Regions from separate parts of the Sus scrofa genome. Here region 2 is linked to region 1. A link is a contact called in public Hi-C data. All regions are on one chromosome and are shown on one strand. The core of a region is the stretch at or near the end of the contact, and the rest is flanking DNA. Distances in the headings are between cores, read along the strand shown. Region 1 overlaps PTPRG (receptor-type tyrosine-protein phosphatase gamma). Region 2 overlaps PTPRG (receptor-type tyrosine-protein phosphatase gamma).

Region 1 (3,801 bases), core at 417-2,916:
CTGCTTGAAGGTATGCGCCTTGCCTGACTCACAGTCCTTCCACTGACAAGCTTTCATTCCAAAGCATCTGAGAGGAATACCATTTCTAACTCTACTAACACTTAGTAGCCAAAGAATTTTCAGAACACAACTTAGAGTGCCCAAACTCTTCCGGTATAAAATAAATAAAAGCTGGGTTAAATCCTCAATTTCTCAGATCAACTCATTTCAGTGACGGCATAACACTCTACATGACACAGACTTCTATTTTGTCATCACTGTGATTATCGGACTAATTTGTTCTCCATTTCTTTTTTTTTTTTTTTTTGCCTTTTCTAGGGCCGCTCCCGCGGCATATGGAGGTTCCCAGGCTAGGGGTCGAATCGGAGCTGTAGCTGCCGGCCTATACCACAGCCACAGCAATGCGGATCTGAGCCACGTCTGCGACCTACACCACAGCTCACGGCAACGCCAGATCCTTAACCCACTGAGCAAGGCCAGGGATTGAACCCGCAACTTCATGGTTCCTAGTCGGATTCGTTAACCACTGAGCCATGACGGGAACTCCCTGTTCTCCATTTCTTAAGAAAAGTATTCACCAAAAATAAACAGAAAGACTAAAATTTCTGATGCTACTTTCACCCACGCACACAGAAATGCCCCTGCCTGTAATTCACGTTTGCCCTTGCAGCTTCAGCTTTGGCACCTAAATTTCCAAGGACACAATGGCATGAGCATCCTATCACAGAAGTCCAGTTTTCCCAGCTGGGCAGTCACATCAGTCTCTCACTGTGTCTCATTCAATTCCAGTTTCCCTAGAAGAGACTGATTAGCTATTTTATTGGGATATTTTCCCAAAGCCCCCTCCAAAGTGAATTTCATCTAGGCCAGAGAGTCTATCTTTTAAACAGACCATCATAAATATGCATGTAGTCTTGTTGAAAATCCTTCCAGAGTTTCTCTAAGATCCAGTCACCAAACTATCGTGTTGTATGTGTGTGCGTGTGTGTACACACGTGTGAATGTATGCATAGTTATAACGCTTTATTATAGATGATGCCAGAGGACATTTACATGAATCATTTCCCCAAATAGGTAATTCCAATCATCAAATCACTTTTGGCTGGCATTAGGGATCTTTGTTACGGCAGCTCCAAATATGAATTGCAAAACATTTTCCCTAGGCTAATGGCAAATATAATTTCCACTCCTAGAACATAAAATGCAGAGTGATGGATTATTATGGTAAAAAGAGTCCTCAAACAGGAGTCAGGATGCCTGGGCTGAGAAAGGTTTGATTCACCAGCACGGGCTCTTTAACCAATCATTGCCAAACTCCTCAACCTCTGCCCTCTCTGTAAAGTGAAAGGTTACACCAGACCATGTTAGGCTATTTTCCCTGATGCACTAAGAAGCCAAGTAGAACAACAGTCCAGGAATTCAGCAGGCAAAAGTCGAGGTCAAGCCACCTAGGATTCTGCTACTGACAAGCCTCACACAAAATAACCTAGGGAAAAAAAAAAAAAGAAAGAAAGCTGGGATATGGCAATGTTTACCATTTACTAGGCAATGACCCAGAAACAGGAAAAGGACGCAGAATTTAAAGTAGCAGCTGACAAGGGCACTCAGAACTGAATTTTGCAAACATGAGTGTTAAGTCCTTTGGTATGGAAAATACCAGGGAGAGAGGCTGGGACACTGGCTCCTTTCTTTTACTGGAGTTGCCCACACCCCTCTCAGTGAGGAGCCAGATCAGATGGCTCCAATCTACCAAAGAGCTCCAGGACCCAGGGAAATGCCAAGAGCCTTCCCTACAGTACAGCTAATCACCAGCAAAGCTCAAGACCGCTTCCACAGCTGGTGGCCTCTGGGTCGCTGGAAAGATCCAGGTGGCCACAGGAAAGGGGCCTCTGATGAACTCATGCTTTATCTAGCTCTGATTCTTCAAAGATTCTCAGCTGGGAGGACCAATGCCTGGATACAGTCTAGGCTGCCACCTGGGGACATGCTTCCCAGGATGGTCAGCACACGGCCCCCCCCCCTTTTTTTTTTTTTTCGTTTTTTTTTTTTTTGGCCTGAGGTCAGAAAACAATTTTCCAGGACCATATAGGTCTAAATCCTGGTTTTTGCCTAATCTTCTGTAAATAATAAAAATCTGGCTGGAAACATAGATTACTCTGGGGGAGCCCTCCCTCTCTCTCTCTGGTGACAACATCTGCACCTGGCAATGCACTCTCCCTGACAACCACCTAAATGGGCCTCAGGTGGAGAAGGTGGTGTCAACCACGTCTCAGGAAGGTCAGACACCCATAAAAGAAGGGGCTCAGCAGACCACATCCCAAACCACGTAATTATCAAGTAGCTGTACTTAAATGACTTCTGCTCAGAAGCAGTTTGCAAAATCTGGGTACCCAATTTCACTTCTGGAAGCTCGTCTGAGCTTCCCACACCCCTCTCAACATAATGGCATGTGATTAAACTGTCTTATTCTGTTAGCCTTTTAGCAGACATGGAAACAAAAAAAGTCATAATCCTACCATAAAGCTGTCATAGTTTGAGGGCTATTTAACAAATTGATTTTCAGAAACGGAGCAGGTATTTCTGTATATTATATGCCACCCCCACAAATGTTTCTCTAAGTGAATGCAAATTGGCCTCTAAAGAATTTGTGTAATGTGTTAATGAAAAGATTTCTATGACCAATGAAGCTCTAAAGTCCTACTTAAGAAATAATGCACGCTTTCCTAACTTCTCATTCTTTTTCATACTTTTGTAGAAATATGAAAGTTAACCATTTCATTTTCTTTTCATCGCAATCACTCTATTTGGGAGAAAAAAACACCAACCAGTAACTTCCAAAAGGGACCCAAAGTCCCACTGTATAGCACAGGGAAATTTATTCAATATTTTGTAATAACCTATAAGGGAAAAGAATCTGAATATATATGTCTGAATATATCTGATATATATATATATGAATAACTGTGATGTACACTTGAAACTAATATATGGTAAAGCAACTATACTTCGATTAAAAAAAAACCAAAAAAACACGAAAAGACAATCCACAAAATGGGAGAAAATCTTTGCAAATGAATCAACTGATAAGGGATTAATCTCCAAAATTTATAAACACCTTCTGCAGCTCCATACCAAAAAAACAAACAACCCCATCAAAAAGTGGGCAGAAGATCTAAACAGACAGTTCTCCAAAGAAGACACACAGATGGCCAAAAAACACATGAAAAGATGTTCAACATCACTATTATTAGAGAAATGCATTATTAGAGAAATGCAAATCAAAACCACTCTGAGGTACCACCTTACACCAGCCAGAATGGCCATCATCCAAAAGTCTACAAATAAGAAGTGCTGGAGAGGGTGTGGAGAAAAAGGAACACTAGTACACTGTTGGTGGGATTGTCAATTGGTGCAACCACTGTGGAAAACTGTATGGAGATTCCTCAGAAAACTAAACATAGAACTACCGTTTGATCCAGCAATCCCACTCCTGGGCATCTATCCAGAGAAAACCATGACTCGCAAACACACATGTACTCCGATGTTCACTGCAGCACTATTTACAATAGCCATAACATGGAAACAACCTTAATGTCCATCGACAGAGGAGTGGATCCAGAAGATGTGGTACATATACACAATGGAATATTACTCAGCCATTAAGAAGAACGAAATACTGGCATTTTTAGCAACATGGATGGACCTAGAAATTATCATGCTAAGTGAAGTCAGCCATACAATGAGACACCAACATCAAGTGCTTTCACTGATATGTGGAATCTGAAAAAAGGACAGACGGAA
Region 2 (3,801 bases), core at 550-3,049, 180 kb before region 1:
ATATCAGAAGGCTTCAAATTTGTACTAGTATTCCAATTTGCGCTGAACCTGAGGACACAGAGATAAACAGCCTAGGAGCCTACAAAGAAAGTTGTCCCTCAAGGTTTTTTATTGCCTTATTAATCAATGTTCTAATTGTCTGATCATTATGTAAAGTAAACAGCTTTATCGCCCTAGAGCTCACACTTCCCAATTATTTTTGGAAGGAATTTTTAGAACTTTGGTATATTTCTTATCAAAAAGGAAATGAGGTAAATTCCACAGGCTTAAACTCACGGTGAACCTATGGTGGTTCTTAATGATGGCTACTTTTCTGTTTTTTATACCCTTGATTAGACTTTCTTTCTATCCCTATATGGCAATAGTTGAAAAGATCCAGGAATTCTGATATAGACAGGTTGGTGATCTTATAGAAATATCAGGCATTACTGGTTAAACCATGTCACTTGATCCATCTACAAACTGTAAAGCATATTACAATATCCTACACTCCAATGTCACAACTGTAGTAGCATTCCATGGTGTTTTACAAGCCCAGGAAAGTGTCAAGTCACATTCAAAAAAGAAATGCGTTATCAAACAAAACCGGTGTTCACATGTTATATTTTCTAGCCTGACTTGACAATCAACCACTAAAGAAAACCAAAAACAAGAGATAAAAGAATGAAATCCTATAGCTCATGTTTATTACCCAAGTCACTGAATGAAGAAGGCTCCCCAGGGCAAAGGGATCTATCATTCGGAAGGCTTGTCAGGTCTCCCCAAATTAATTTCTTTCCACGAGATGCAGCATATTCCCCAATATTCATAAAAGGCTCCATCAATAAAACTGAAAATGTTAAGTGTTTCAGTGAGTTTGGGTGATAAATGCCAGACTATGAGCAACAATTCTGATACCCTGACACTTTTGGTGAAAATTATCTCATACAGAAAAGTCCCACATTTAACAACAGAGATCTCAGGAAGTACTTCTCTCACTTAATAAGCCTTGGCAGCATTTCAAATTAAATACTCTATTGTGCAAGGAGCTAATTATGTTAAGATTAGACTCAAAGAATGATAGGGACATTTACTGTACTTTCAGTAATTATGCCAGCCTTCTATACTCAGGAACACAAAGTGTTCTTCCTAATTTTGAAAGGTGTCACTGCTAACCCAATAAATTCCACAATACACACAGCTTGCTCAGAGTTTAAATATTTTGGAACCAAAGAGGTATTTCTTTCACCAACTAGAATTCATTTTATATTTTCTCTCCCTTAATGCCATTATTTTCATTGTTTCTATCCCAAGGCGTCAGAAGTTACTATATGTAAACATGTCAAGAGCCTATGGGCCTGTTTCTGACACGCCACTAAATAATCAGTGCTTTTCCAACCAAGGCCTACGCACAACTAGTGAACTTTATTTATTTATTTTTTTGCTTTTTAGGGCCGCACTTGAGAGGCATATGGAGGTTCCCAGGCTAGGGGGTCAAGTCAGAGCAGCAGCTTCCAGCCTATGCCAAAGCCACAGCAATGCAGGATCCAAGCCAAGTCTTTGACTTAGACCTTAGCTCACGGCAACGCCAGATTCTTAACCCACTGAGCTAGGCCAGGGATCGAACCCGAAACTTCATGGTTCCTAGATGGATTCGTTTCCACTGCACCACAATGGGAACTCCTATTTAGTGTATTTTTATTAACCGCTCAAATATGATTAATTTCTGCAAGTTGTTTGGTCAGCTGTTTCCTCCCCACTTCTGGTCTAATGATAAACTACAAAACAACCTGTGTGGTTTCTCTGCGGTTTACATATTAACCCCCTACTGGGAACCTCAGCATTTGTACCAATGTTTAAAAACACAAAATTAACTTCTGAGGGCCGGGCCAGCACTCTCAAATACGTCTCTACTGCTGCAAAATATTAACGGTCTCAATACTTAGAAAATAAATATACAAACACCAAGTCACACTTCTGTGCTCCCTGTGGGTCCACACCATTCTAAAAATTAAATAAAAGCCAGAAATTGCAGAATTTAAATATGACTTCTCTGCAAATTAAATATAAAGTGTTCTTATATTTGGACTCAGACATTTGATATCTAGGAAGCTGCACTTTAGATACAAAAAAACCAGACAAAAATGGACGCTAAGATTGTGCAAGGCAAGGACCCCACACTGTCTTTATGGTATAAAAACATGTCTAAGTTAAAAGCTACTTTTCTTTTCTTTCCTTTTTTTCTTTTTAGGGCCAAACCTGCGGCATATGGAAGTTCCCAGGATAGAGGTTGAATCGGAGCCACAGCTACCTGCCTATGCCACAGTCACAGCAAAGCAGGATCTCAGCCGCATCTGCAACCTATACCTGGTTTGGGGCAATGCCAGGTCCTTAACTCTCTGAGCAAGGCCAGGGATCAAATCTGCACCCTTATGGATACTAGTGGGGTTCTCTAAAAGCTACATTTCTTAATTTTTTTTTTAAGTAATACACAGAAGAGAGGAGCCATCCAACACTTTATAAATATAACTGGGAGACAGTTAAAATTTCCATAAATAAGTAGTTAAACACATTATGACAGATTTTAAAAAATGTCATATTTTATAGCAAATAAATGACATAAGGTAGAAATATAGGTACTTTACAAAGTCATGAATTACTGTTCAGTGGCGAAAGAGGAAGGCAAGGTACAGAAGGGCTTTTACAGTATGATGACATTGTGTTTCACACATTATCACCTAGACAGACATTGGGGAACTCGAACTCCTGAATTTGTAGCTAACTTTTAACAGTGGGGGTAGTACAGTAATAAGGTAAGGGGAAGTGGAAATAGGAAATGAGCAGGAGAAAATATGTTTCTACTTTCCATTATTTGGTTTTTCACAATATGCCTATTACTTCTATAATAATTTTTTAAAATGCCAAGTCCTAACCTCAAAAATTTACCAATGTATCCCTTCTGTAAAAAAATTAATTTGCTATTTAATGTTTAGAACTGATACTTTCACAGGTTTATAATCCATAAAACTAATACATCTGTGAACTATTTACATAAATTGCTATTTAAATTGTTATCTAGATGAGCAAACAACAGAAACTATTTAACTTGTTTCACTGTGGATAATAATTACCACTTTTGAAAACAACCAGCTTATTTTGAACAAATTTTAGAATCACAGAAAAGTTGCAAAAATAATATAGTTTTCCATATACCCCTCACCCAGCTTCCCCAAAATGTCATCTTATATAACCACAGTCCAATTATCAAAGCCAGGAAACTATCATTGGCAAGATGCTATTAATGGAAAGACAGACCTTATTTGAATTGTTCCAGGTTTTTCCTTAACATCTTTTTCTAGTTCCAGAATCCCATGTTGCATTCAGTTATTTTTCCTTAGGGCCCTACCCCCACCCCTCATACAACAATTTCTTAGTCCTTCCTGATCTTTCAAATTCTTGACAAAGGAGTCCTGATGAGTTACTGTAGAATGTCCCTCAATTTGGGGGATCTGATGTCATCCCAGGAATGGAGATTATGCATTTTTGGCAAGAGTACCCCAGAAGACGTAAAATAACACTGGGTCCTTCCTAATAACTGTTTTTGATTGTATAAAAATCTTTCATTGATATTGGGCTATTGAATGCTCAAATGTACAAACATTATTTGCAATGCTTTTTTCTTTTAATTTTTAAAGAAAAACTGCCTTTAGTCAATCATGGTTAAGACTTTAAAAAGTAGGAAGTAGACATCAATGATAAGGTTTCTCCACTGACAGTTGTGCCCTTCACCTTGGGTTCTTCTCAAAGGGGAGTCTGATTCTC

Evidence for each region. A called contact is a pair of places that touch in the nucleus more often than the background predicts.
Region 2: a contact with region 1 is called in a Hi-C map of liver, with 2.7 times the contacts expected there. The contact joins two enhancer-like sites. A contact is called at or near these places in 1 of 5 promoter capture datasets (liver) and 2 of 47 Hi-C or Micro-C datasets (both in liver).

The regions. Positions count from the first base shown.
Region 1 is chr13:43,259,031-43,262,831 of Sscrofa11.1, reverse strand. All of the region lies in intron 2 of PTPRG (receptor-type tyrosine-protein phosphatase gamma), which reads right to left. Among named protein-coding and RNA genes, the nearest start is that of PTPRG, 130 kb to the right of the region's middle. Within about 2 kb of position 1,666, at least 15 of the 83 cell types and tissues checked have an H3K27ac peak or open chromatin away from gene starts, as enhancers often do. A contact at or near this core is called in liver, where this site is marked.
Region 2 is chr13:43,435,244-43,439,044 of Sscrofa11.1, reverse strand. The region is part of intron 3 of PTPRG (receptor-type tyrosine-protein phosphatase gamma); the gene reads right to left. Among named protein-coding and RNA genes, the nearest start is that of PTPRG, 300 kb to the right of the region's middle. Within about 2 kb of position 1,799, at least 5 of the 83 cell types and tissues checked have an H3K27ac peak or open chromatin away from gene starts, as enhancers often do. A contact at or near this core is called in liver, where this site is marked.